Regions from separate parts of the Sus scrofa genome. Here regions 1 and 3 are each linked to region 2. The links are chromatin contacts, called in public Hi-C and HiChIP or PLAC-seq maps. All regions are on one chromosome and are shown on one strand. Each heading gives the region's core, a stretch centred on a gene start, on an enhancer-like site or on the middle of the called end of the contact. The rest is flanking DNA. Distances are from core to core; before and after follow the strand shown.

What was found. Hi-C and Micro-C count contacts between places; a contact is called where the count stands out from the background. HiChIP or PLAC-seq counts read pairs in DNA pulled down with a chosen protein or histone mark.
Region 1: a Hi-C map of alveolar macrophages shows a contact between it and region 2, with 4 times the contacts expected there. The contact joins two enhancer-like sites. A contact is called at or near these places in 4 of 5 promoter capture datasets (fetal liver, fetal skeletal muscle and liver), 26 of 47 Hi-C or Micro-C datasets (adipose tissue, alveolar macrophages, blood and 15 more) and 2 of 2 datasets of contacts at active chromatin or transcription factors (alveolar macrophages and skeletal muscle).
Region 3: an H3K27ac HiChIP or PLAC-seq map of skeletal muscle shows a contact between it and region 2. The contact joins two enhancer-like sites. A contact is called at or near these places in 12 of 47 Hi-C or Micro-C datasets (blood, embryonic fibroblasts, fibroblasts and 6 more) and 1 of 2 datasets of contacts at active chromatin or transcription factors (skeletal muscle).

The regions. Positions count from the first base shown.
Region 1 is chr5:3,390,423-3,393,748 of Sscrofa11.1, reverse strand. No RefSeq gene overlaps it. Among named protein-coding and RNA genes, the nearest start is that of PPARA, 71 kb to the right of the region's middle. Within about 2 kb of position 1,703, at least 49 of the 83 cell types and tissues checked have an H3K27ac peak or open chromatin away from gene starts, as enhancers often do. A contact at or near this core is called in adipose tissue, alveolar macrophages, embryonic fibroblasts and 3 more, where this site is marked.
Region 2 is chr5:3,495,768-3,499,080 of Sscrofa11.1, reverse strand. No RefSeq gene overlaps it. Among named protein-coding and RNA genes, the nearest start is that of WNT7B, 24 kb to the left of the region's middle. Within about 2 kb of position 1,625, at least 46 of the 83 cell types and tissues checked have an H3K27ac peak or open chromatin away from gene starts, as enhancers often do. A contact at or near this core is called in adipose tissue, alveolar macrophages, embryonic fibroblasts and 6 more, where this site is marked.
Region 3 is chr5:3,417,512-3,420,793 of Sscrofa11.1, reverse strand. All of the region lies in intron 2 of LOC110260611, which reads left to right. Among named protein-coding and RNA genes, the nearest start is that of PPARA, 98 kb to the right of the region's middle. Within about 2 kb of position 1,368, at least 38 of the 83 cell types and tissues checked have an H3K27ac peak or open chromatin away from gene starts, as enhancers often do. A contact at or near this core is called in embryonic fibroblasts, liver, omental adipose tissue and 1 more, where this site is marked.

The DNA of each region.
Region 1 (3,326 bases), core at 454-2,953, 110 kb after region 2:
CCTTAAGGTCCTCCAGGGCTACCTCTGACCTTGGACCCCAGGAGGGGTGGCAGAGCCAGTCCAGCATTTAGACACTACAGCCTGGAGCCAAGCCAGGGCCCAACTGGCCACATGAGCGCGAGTGATGGAACCGTCACCCAGGTCTAGGACTCAGGTTGAGGTGGCAAAGGCCCAGCATCTCTGGGGGCCCTCACAGGGCACTGCCAGCCTGTCTATCAGCACGGTGGGCACAGAGCCAGGGCCCACATACCATTAGGGGCCCACAAAACACTTTAAAGTCCTTTCAAACTCTGAAGGAAAAAAGAATACAATATTAAATATATGTGACACACAATATACAATATGTATAGCAATGTATATAATAACACACACAACAGAACATATGGTACCTATAACAATGAACCCGGCTTGCATTATATTCACCTTTACACCACCCAGTCATAAAGCACGTTCTGTAAGGTGTTTTATGGAGGAAGCACCGGGAAGGCAGAGTGCCCCACCCCACCCTGTTGGCCCTGGCCCCACCTGTCAGAGTGACGGCTGCCCTGTTGCCCTGAGAGGGTGAGCGCCTCCTTCAGTTCCGTGTCCTGGGCGCCTCACTGGCGCTGGGCCCAGCCCTGCTGTCATCCCTCTAGTTCCCCCTCTTCCTGGCCAGCCAGAAGGGGGCCTGGACCACCGCCAGCTGGGCGGCCCCTGCCATCAGGCTGTGCCTTTCCCAACAGCGACACCGTGTGGCAGCAGGAGGCAGTGGCAGCCGGGAGCGGTGGGCCGCCAAGCCCTGCCTAGAGCGGTCCGCTGGCCTGGACCCAAGGCCTTGGAAAGGGATGACTCTTCCTGGACCAGAAGCCTTGGGTTCAGCAGGTGGGACCGGGCAGGAGCGAGTGGAACCCCTTCTCAGCGGCTGGGGATGTGCCCAGAGTGGGGGGGCAGGTGGGGGGTGGCAGGGCCAGGAGCAAGGAAGGCCCTGTCTGCAGGGGTCACCGGAGGGAGGCCCAGGACCCCCAATGCCCGGGGGCCAGCCAGAGGGCCCACCACCAGGGGGGTCTGAGGCTCCCGGCCGGGCTCAGCAGGGGCCCTTGTGGGAGCTGGGGACTGGGGGAGCTGCCCAGCAGGTGGTCTGTGGTCACCCCCAGAGGGAGGCATCCTCCAGGAGCCCATGTGCCCCAGCCCGGGGGAGGCTGAGGGTAGGGAGGCCAGCATCCAGTAGGTCCCCTGACCCACAGATATTCGCCCCAGCAGCCGTGAGACGCTGGGGAGGGGTCAGGGTGCCCCAGAAGGAACCCAGGAACAGGAGACCACCGGGCGGAAGGCCCCGGCTCAGCCACACACCAGCAGTGTGACCTCAGGGAAACCCCTGGCCCTTTCTGAGCCCAACTCCTTGCCCAGGCCGAGGACAAGAAGACTGGCCCTTGCAGGGAATGTCGGGTCCGAGGCCCACAAACACGGGCCAGGCGGGCCGCGCAGGCAGACTCGGCGAGATGAGGAGCCAGCGCGGCTCCAAGGCGCCGCGTTCATGACCTTGCCTGGGGCCTCGGTTGAGCTGTCCTAACCCTCCAGCCAAAGGAAACTGCGACGCCCCCGCGGCGGAACGAGGGCTTCTTTGGTCCTTGTAACCAGAGCGAGCGCCGGCGCGTCGGGCAGTAGGTGCGCCGGGGCTGGGCGGGTCTCAGGAGGCCGCGTGCTCCGATTGGATGCTCTCGGGGAGGGGCGTGGCCTACGACGGGCGACTTAATAAACTCCGAGCGCAGCGGGGGAGCCTGGAGCCCGCGTGGGCCGTGACTCACGGGGGAATTGGCGGTCGGTCCCTCCTGTGGCCGGGAAGGCGGAGGGAGGTTTGAACATTTTTGCGGCCGGGGCGATATCCATGCTGTCATCTGGGTGCCGCGGTTGCTGAGGGGTGCTGGTGCTGTGAAACCTTTCGCGTCCAGGGAGGACGCTCAGGCCCGGCTGATGCTCCAGGCCGCTGGGGCTGCCAGGGCTGCTTGGTCTTTCGGCCCCGCGCCCCCCGCCCCACCAACTCCCGTGTTCCTTATCTGCCCTGGCGTGGTCCATTACCCCCCGCAGGCTCTGAGCTCCAGGGACGTGTACTCTTTCCTCAGTGTCCCCAGCACCTAGCCCGATGCCTCGTGCCCACTGGGAGTTCCCCTTGTGGCTCAGGGGTAAGGAACCCGACTAGGATCTGTGAAGATGTGGATTCAATCCCTGACCTTGCTCAGTGGGTCTGGGATCCGGCATTGTGGCAACCTGCAGTGTGGGTCACAGAGGCAGCTGGGATCCAGCATTGCTGTGGCTGCAGTATAGGCCAGCAGCTGCGGTGTAGGCCTGCAGCTGCGCCTCCGATTTGACCCCTAGCCTGGGAATTTCATATGCTGTGGGTGCAGCCCTAAAAATGCAAATAATAAAAAAAATAATAAATGCCCACTAAATGTGCAATTAGAGGGAGCACAGACTCTGGTGTGGTGGCCCAGAGCCATGCGGAAACTGGCAGGTGAGGCCCTGTGAGGCTGGCGGCCGGTACCTGGGAACCCTAAGGACCCAGGCTGAGGAGGGGGTGACTGTTCCCTGAAAAGGCCATGAGATGCACGTGGACTCAGAGGTCCCCCTGGATGAATTTGACCAGAGCTGCTGCCCACAGTGTCCTCTTTGGAGTCATGCTGTGGTGAGCCCATTAAAGGCTCTGACAAGCCTTTAATGTTCAAACCTAAGGAGACTTCTTTGACTTAATTTAACTCAGTTTCCCAGATAGGCCTGGGCAAGTCACACCAGTGGCTTTCCCACAGGACTGGAGCATGGCCCAGCCACTCTGCGTTTGCCCAAGGTCCCTCTGGCTGCCATGAGAGGAGAGGGCCTTGTGTAAGTGGAGGGACCTGAGAGGTGGTGGCCACTGGGCTCGGGCCAAAGCAGATGTGCCTGGACCACGGTAGTGGGTAACTCAGGAGGGCCCTGAAGTGTGCAGGTTCGAGAAACACTGGGAAGTGACACCAAAGGCATCTGGGCATTGACTCAGGCAGAGATGGGGGGTGGAAGAGGAGGCCCAGCTGCCCGGGCTGATGAGTGGACAGCTACTGAAACAGGGGTCAGGCCTAACCCTAAGAGCCCCGAGCAGGTGAGGTCTGGGCCATGCCTCTAGGAGCTGACCTTAGGGCCTCTTAGGGGTGGGAGGCCCACCTGCAGGAAGCCAGGCCTGTGTCCCCACCCTTCCTACACCCCCTTGCCCAGGGGCACTCAAGAGAGACCCTGGGCATCCCTGGACCTCAGGGTCAGGCACTCCTCACACCCTGCCCCATGGGAATCAGGCCTGGCTGGGTAGCAGTTGAGGGAACCAT
Region 2 (3,313 bases), core at 376-2,875:
CTGTCCCCACTGTGCCCCTGGGACTCCGTTCCACAGACATGGGGCCTGAAGGGAACCCCCTGGATCCCGACTCTGGTCCCACCCATACTGGGCCTGGTCGAGCCCTTCCTCGACCCGGGCCTCAGCTTCCCCAGGGGCCAGAGTTGACTCTTGGGCTCAGTGGATGATGGCTCTTCCCACCCTGAAACCATCTGGCTCTGCTGGGTCCCTGTCTTGTGCCCAGCCTGGCGCCAGCATCATGCTCACTGTCACGGGGTCCAGGCAGGGCCCGGGGACCGGGGGTGGGCAGGCCTGGAACCTGGCTGAAGACCCCAATAAGGATGTTAGACGTTATCAGGCAGAGGGGCGCCCCCGTGAGCAAGGCCCTGCAGAGAGGGGGCCCCCAGCACCGTCTTAGCTGCTCACCCATCAGCCCTCCCAGCTCCCATCCTGATGATGCTCTCAGAAAGGTGGGCCTTAAAAAAAAGAAAAAAATTGAAAGGCATTCCGTCACGGCGCAGTGAAAACAATCTCAGGTTGCAGGTTGCAGGTTGCAGGTTCGATCCCTGTCCTTGCTCTGTGGGTTAAGGATCCGGCATTGCCGTGAGCTGTAGTGTAGGTCGCAGATGAGGCTCAGATCCTGCATTGCTGCGGCCATGGTGTAGGCTGGCAGCTGAAGCTCAGATTCAACCCCTAGCCTGGGAACCTCCATATGCGGCAGGTGCGGCCCTAAAAAGCTTTAAAAAAGAAAGAAAGAAAGAAAGAAAGAAAGAAAGAAAGAAAGAAAGAAAGAAAGAAAGAAAGAAAGAAAGAAAGAAAGAAATGCGGGCCTTACAGAGCCCACCGCTACAGCCACCATGTGGCCTCAGGCAGGTTTCTGGACCTCTCTGAGCGCATCTCCCTCCCCCACGAAAGCCCTGGGTGACCAGGACAGGCCTGGGGGAGGGGCGTGCAGCCCCTGGGCTGAGAGCTGACCCTGGGTGGGGACTCAGTGAGTGCAGAGCCTGGCCCTGAAGGCTAAAAGCCAGAGCAGATGGTGCTGATGGCTCTGGGGACTCCAGGTGTGGTTGTGGGACGTGTCTCCCCTTGGCCCCCAAGGCTGGAGGCCTCAGGATGGTGGCACCACCACACTCCTGGCCCTGCACCCGGAGCCCCGGGAGAGTGTCCCAGACACACACCTTCCTGTTCCCATGACCCGGGCCCTTCTCTTCCTCTATCAGGGCATCCCACCCCCATAGAACAGTGAGCCCAGCCTCCCCTCCCCTCCCCCCTCCCCCAGCCTCAAGGCCCCGTGGCTGCTGATTGGGCTTTTCCACTCCAGGTGTCCGATGGCAAACATCACCAGCCACAGGGCCCACCCATCGGGCCCACTGACTCCCAGAACCTTAGAGTCTCCATCTGCAAAGGGGACTCTTAAAAAAGCCGGGTCCATGGGAAAATAGGAAGAATCAGTGAAATAACCGAGGTGGTTGATAACACAGGTGATGCTCTTAGCAGGGCTCCGAGTGAGGGCACATGTGTCTCTGTGGGCGTGCCAGCTTGTGGGTACCCACATTTGTGGGTGTCCCTGGGTCTGTCCGTGCCTGGCCCCACAGTGCCAGGGATTTGGGGATTGGGCCGCCATGTGTCCCTTCAGCCACCAGAGGGCAGCAGAGGGGAGCAGTTCCAACCCGGGGAGCTGGAGGTGGCCCTCCCAGCGCAGGGGCTGGTGCTTTGTGCAGGGAAAGCGGGTGGGAGCCCTAGGAGGCCCAGCTGGGTCACTCGGGGCCAGCAGAGGAGTCTGGGCTAGGATCCTGGCCCGGCGGCTAACTCCCGCACGACCCGGGCCTGCCAGGCCTTCCTCTGTGCATGGGGCGCTGCCCTGCCGTCTCTGGGTCTCTTCCAACCCGAAATTCAAGGCGAGGCCCAGAGAGAGGCTTGCCCCACACAGCTGCGGTCCTGGTCCTGGGCCGTCAGGCCTGGGGGGCTCCCGGCGGCCTGCTGAGCCCCACCCCCCACCGCCTCCCGTCTGCAGATGGGGAAATGGAGGCCCAGCCAGGAGCCAGCAGACAGGAGCCAGCCGGGCCTGCAGAAGCCAAGGCCTGCCCTGCTCCCTGGGCACAACCACCAGCATCCCGTGGCCTCCTACCGGGCCCAACCTCTGAGGACGTGACCCTTCTCTGGCTCCCAGGTCCCAGGGAGGACGCGATGAGGCCTCGTGGGGCTGCTGTGCCAGGGCAATTTCACACCTTAGTGCCTTCCGCCCCCTGGGAGGTCCCAGGGCTGCTGGGTCCTGCTGGCTCCTGTGGCCTCTGCCACCCAGCAGCGCAGGGCCGTGGGGAGGGAGGTGAGTCGCTCCTTGGGCCACTTCCCTGCTCTGTTCCCATCTCTCTCTGGCTCCCCCTGGGCAGGTTCCACCTGCAGGGGAGCCTGATGAGAGCCCCCAGGAAGGGAGAGGTGCCAGGCTTTCTAGGGAAGGGGGCCCCGGCCTCGCAGGGAGCCAGAGGCGGCCTGAGGGGGTCGCAGGCGGACAGCCCTAGCCACCCTGTGCTCCGCAGCCGCCAGCCTGGCGTTTCCGTCTGGCCCCGGCACAGGAAGGCGGGCGGCCTCGAGCTCTCAGCTCTGTGGCCGGAAAAGATTCGTGTTCCAGGAATAAGCAGCTTGGCAGGTCGGAGCGAGCAAGCAGAGCGGTTCCCGGAGCCGACGGCCCTGCGGGGCCTCCCTCGCGGCCCAGCATCCACTCCCACCCGGCCCTGGGCCCAGGGATTCAGGCTCAGAGTGAGGATGCGGCCAAGGCTGGGTCTGGGGGCCACACGGTCGGGGCCAGGAGATGGGCGGATGCCTGAGGTCCCCCCTGGTGCCCCAGAGCGAGCTGCCAAGCTCCCGGGCCCGGCGTCCTCTCCCTGCTTGGCAGCTCAGGGCGGGCAGGCCCGGAGGCCGCGAGCAGCCACCTTCCAGGCGAACTGGGGCCAGGCCAGCAGCGTTTCCCGTGGCCTCCTCCCTCGCTCCAAGCGGCATTACCTCATCGGGAAGCCATTCCGGAAAGAGCTGCAGAGCCCCTGGGAGTGGGAGTGGAAGGAGATTTCCAAGGGCCCCCCTGGCAGCCTCCCGCCCGTGCCAGAGCAGGGCAGGCATCACGCCTCCGGGTGTCTGCCTGCCGAGCGACCCCTGGGAGGGCAGCTGGCTTTTGTCAGCTTTTCGGGGAGACCGGGCTAGGCTGGAGCAGGCAGGCAGCAGGGCATGGGCCCTGGCCGGCTGGCTCCCCAGCGACCAGAGGATGGCTTTTGAGAGCCAGATCCGAACGGCTGGCCGGGCCCGGGCTAGAAGCAGAAGCCAAGGCCTCTCCATTTCCGGG
Region 3 (3,282 bases), core at 119-2,618, 78 kb after region 2:
AGAGTGCTGGCTGGGCGTGGACAGGGTGCGGCGTGGCAGCAGGCGACGAGGAGGAGGGAGCCGTGGGTTGGTCCTTCCTCCCCGTGTGCCTGCGGCCCAGAGTGGGAAACGTACGTGGTTTTAGGCCCAGGTGATCTTAGAAGCGCTGCAGAGCTTAACACTCAAACCCCAGGAGGAAAACTGTGGGTCGATGTTGCAGAAGCTGAAGTGGGCAAGACCGTTGGCCGGCTCGCACGGTCTCAGGATGCTCCTTGCTGCTCCCTGCCAGTCAGTCCTTCCATCGCATCGGGGCCCGCGGTGTGGACCAGGAGCCCCGGGTTTTTCTCAGGTTTGGCAGCAAAGGGCTCGTTACGCCCCCCAGCCCCCAGCATCAGAGGGACCCTGACTTCGCTCCTGTGGAGACACGCACACCTTATCTTCGGGTCTGTGGGTTGGCTGCGAGATGGTGTCACCACGGCTGGGTCCCAGGTCGGGGGGCTCCCTGGGGTGAAGGCAGAGCAGAGGTGTCTGGGTGCCGCGTACAAGCTCTCGTGAAACCTGCTCTCTGCCCGCGAATAGGGGGCACTGGCAGGGCTGAGAGACCCTGCGGTCCGTCTCTGCAGGGCCCCTCCCTGGTGCTCCTGCCCCCCGATCCCCAGGCTTCCTTGTGGTTCAGAGAGGCTCAGAGCCCGCTGGACTCTCCCAGGACACCTGAGAGAGGTGAGGGGCCTGCTCTGGGCGGCCCGGCTCGGGGTGCAGGAGCGGGTGGCAGCATCGTCCAGGGGCCAGGGGCGTGGAGCAGACCTTACGGAGTGTCGGGTCCTTCCTGGAGGGCTAGAGCCCAGATCGGCGGGGGTGCCAGCTCACAGGGCAGGGGACCTTGCTCAGCAACCGTGGGCCCTCCTGGGGGCCCAGGCCCAGGATGAGGTGGTGCCGGTGGGAGCTGGCCCAGCCGGGTGCCAAGCAAAGGGCAGCCTGGAGCCCCAGCGCATGTACCCGCGGAATCAGGGAGCCTCCTGGAGGTGGCACACCCACAGCCCAGGCTCGTTACCGAATCCAGCCCTGGGCCTGCCACGTCCCAGGGCCCTGCTGCCAGGCGCGGCCCCTCCCACCGCCCCACGCCAGCCCTGCACAGGCCACATCTGCTGCCGCAGCCGTGCCAGAGCTCCGCCTACCCGGCTCCGTCCCCATGGAAACCATGGGGAGGGGGGGTCCTGCTGCATTTGGCCCGCTGACTGGTTTCCATTAGAGCCAGCCCGCTTTCCTTGAGACTTGCCCTGAGGTTCAGGGCTCCCCCCGAGGGGTTTCTTTCCACATTTCCCCAGCGCTGGCCTGCCCTGTGCCAGGGGACCCAGCGGTCTGGGCCTGCCCGTCCTGGCTGACATCCCTCGGTGGAGTGAGCGCCCAGAGTCCCGCCCAGGGCCTTGGCCAGTCCTGGTCTTAACAGGCTACAGGCCCAGGCTCTGTCTTTTCTTGCCCAAGACCAGCAGCTGCTGAGGATCAGACGCAGGACCTGAGTCAGGGGCCCCGGGCTCCGTCGCGCAGGGCTGTGCCGTAGAACCACGGGCGGGGGGGGGAGCCTTGAAGAAGCCCCTTCGCCTCTCTGGGCCTCAGTTTACCCATCGGTGAAACGAGAGGGCTGAACTGTTCCTGCAGTTTCTTGGAAGGCCGAGAGAAAGAGAGAAAATGAAGCTGCGGCAACGCCAGCTCTTCTGGAGTCTCCGTTCGGGGATTTTTGTTTGTTTTCAAAGAGCGATTTTTTTTTTTTTTTTTTTTTTTAAAGGAAGGAGCTGTGGAATTTGACCGGAGATCAGATTTGAGAGGCCAAGAGGCAGCCAGAGCCCGTGGACCCACGGCATGGGAAGGCCTGGCCCGGCCGTAGGCGGCCAGAGGCCTGTGCAGCTGTGCCCGCCAGGCTGCACTTGGCATCTGTTGGGTGCCCAGTGACCTGGCCATGAATGCTGTGAGCAGAGGCATGAAATGTGCCCCTGATGGATCCAGAGGGCTCTGGAAAACTACCCAAGAGGTTTCGGAGGTCAGCAACGTGGGCAGAAAATGAGATCCAGCTTTGAAAAAAACCCAGGCGGCTCATCCTCCAGGGAGACCGACGGGCCTGCCAGAGGCCTGGGGGCACCAAAGCTCCATTGTCTTTGAGGAGCTCGCCCAGGGCTGGTTCAGGGCAGCTGCCCCAGACCCCGCCTGGTGCCCCAAAGGAGGTGCCAACTTCCCCACCTCGTGGGGGGGGGCGGTGTTCGCAGGAGCTGATGGGTGACAACTTGGGGACTTTTTGCCCAACCTGCCAACTGGGTGGTTCGGCTCCTCCCAGAGAACTCAGCTCGCAGGTGCTTGTCGTGAAATGTCACAGATACCTCTGCTGGGCCACTGCCACTGCCGTCCTGGGGGCACTGACCAGCTTAGGGTGGGAGCAGAACCTTAGGGGCGACAGGCCTTCAAGGCAGCGGGGAGCAGATTGCCGGGTGGCTAGGGCAATGGAGAGTAACCCTGAGCCGCCGGTTCGTGTGGAAATTAGGTGAGGGTTGGGGTCACGGCTGGATTCGCGATGGGCGACGACACGGGGGGGCTGCACCCGCCCCGGGTCCTCACCGCGCGCAGAGCAGGCTGCCAGTCCCAGAGGGACCCTCACCCAGCCCGTCTCCAGGGAAGCCGAAACCGTCCCTCAAGGTCGCCTGGAACCTGCTGCTGGAAGGCCCTGGGGTCCACGATGGTGCTTCCTCTTCCTCGTCCGGGCCGAGGGACCCAGTCCCTCCCCACCCGCAGCTGCAGACCGGCCTGCGGCCCGAGTCCACCTGGCTTTGCAATAGATGGTGGCGGCGGGAGAAGCAGCTGCCATGCCCTGCGGACACTGTCACAGCAGCTCAAAGGGTAGGCTGCTAGCGTCTTGAGTTTTCTGTCCTGGGCAGGAATGAAAGTTTGGTTGAATAGGGGCGCCCCCCGGCCCGCCCTCCCGCGCCCCAGGAAAGCGGGCCGAGGGAGCGAGCGGGGCGCAGCAGGCGGCTGCCCCCCACCTCCGGCCGAGGTTGATTTAGACACACGGGGAGACTGGATGACGTGGGAGGTGCAGGAAATTTCCCGGGGAGAGCGGGGAGAGAAGAAAGAGGAGCTTAAGGGCCCAGGTGATCATAAAGCCCGGGTGGTGATTTACGGCGGGCGGGTCCTCCGCCGTCTGCATTGCCCCCGCCCAGCCCTGTCCTCTGTGCCCGGGGTCCCACTCGGAAGGGACCCAGGGTGGGAGAGCAGCAAGGCCCCTGGGCACCGTCTGGCACCCAGGCTCGGCTTTGTGTC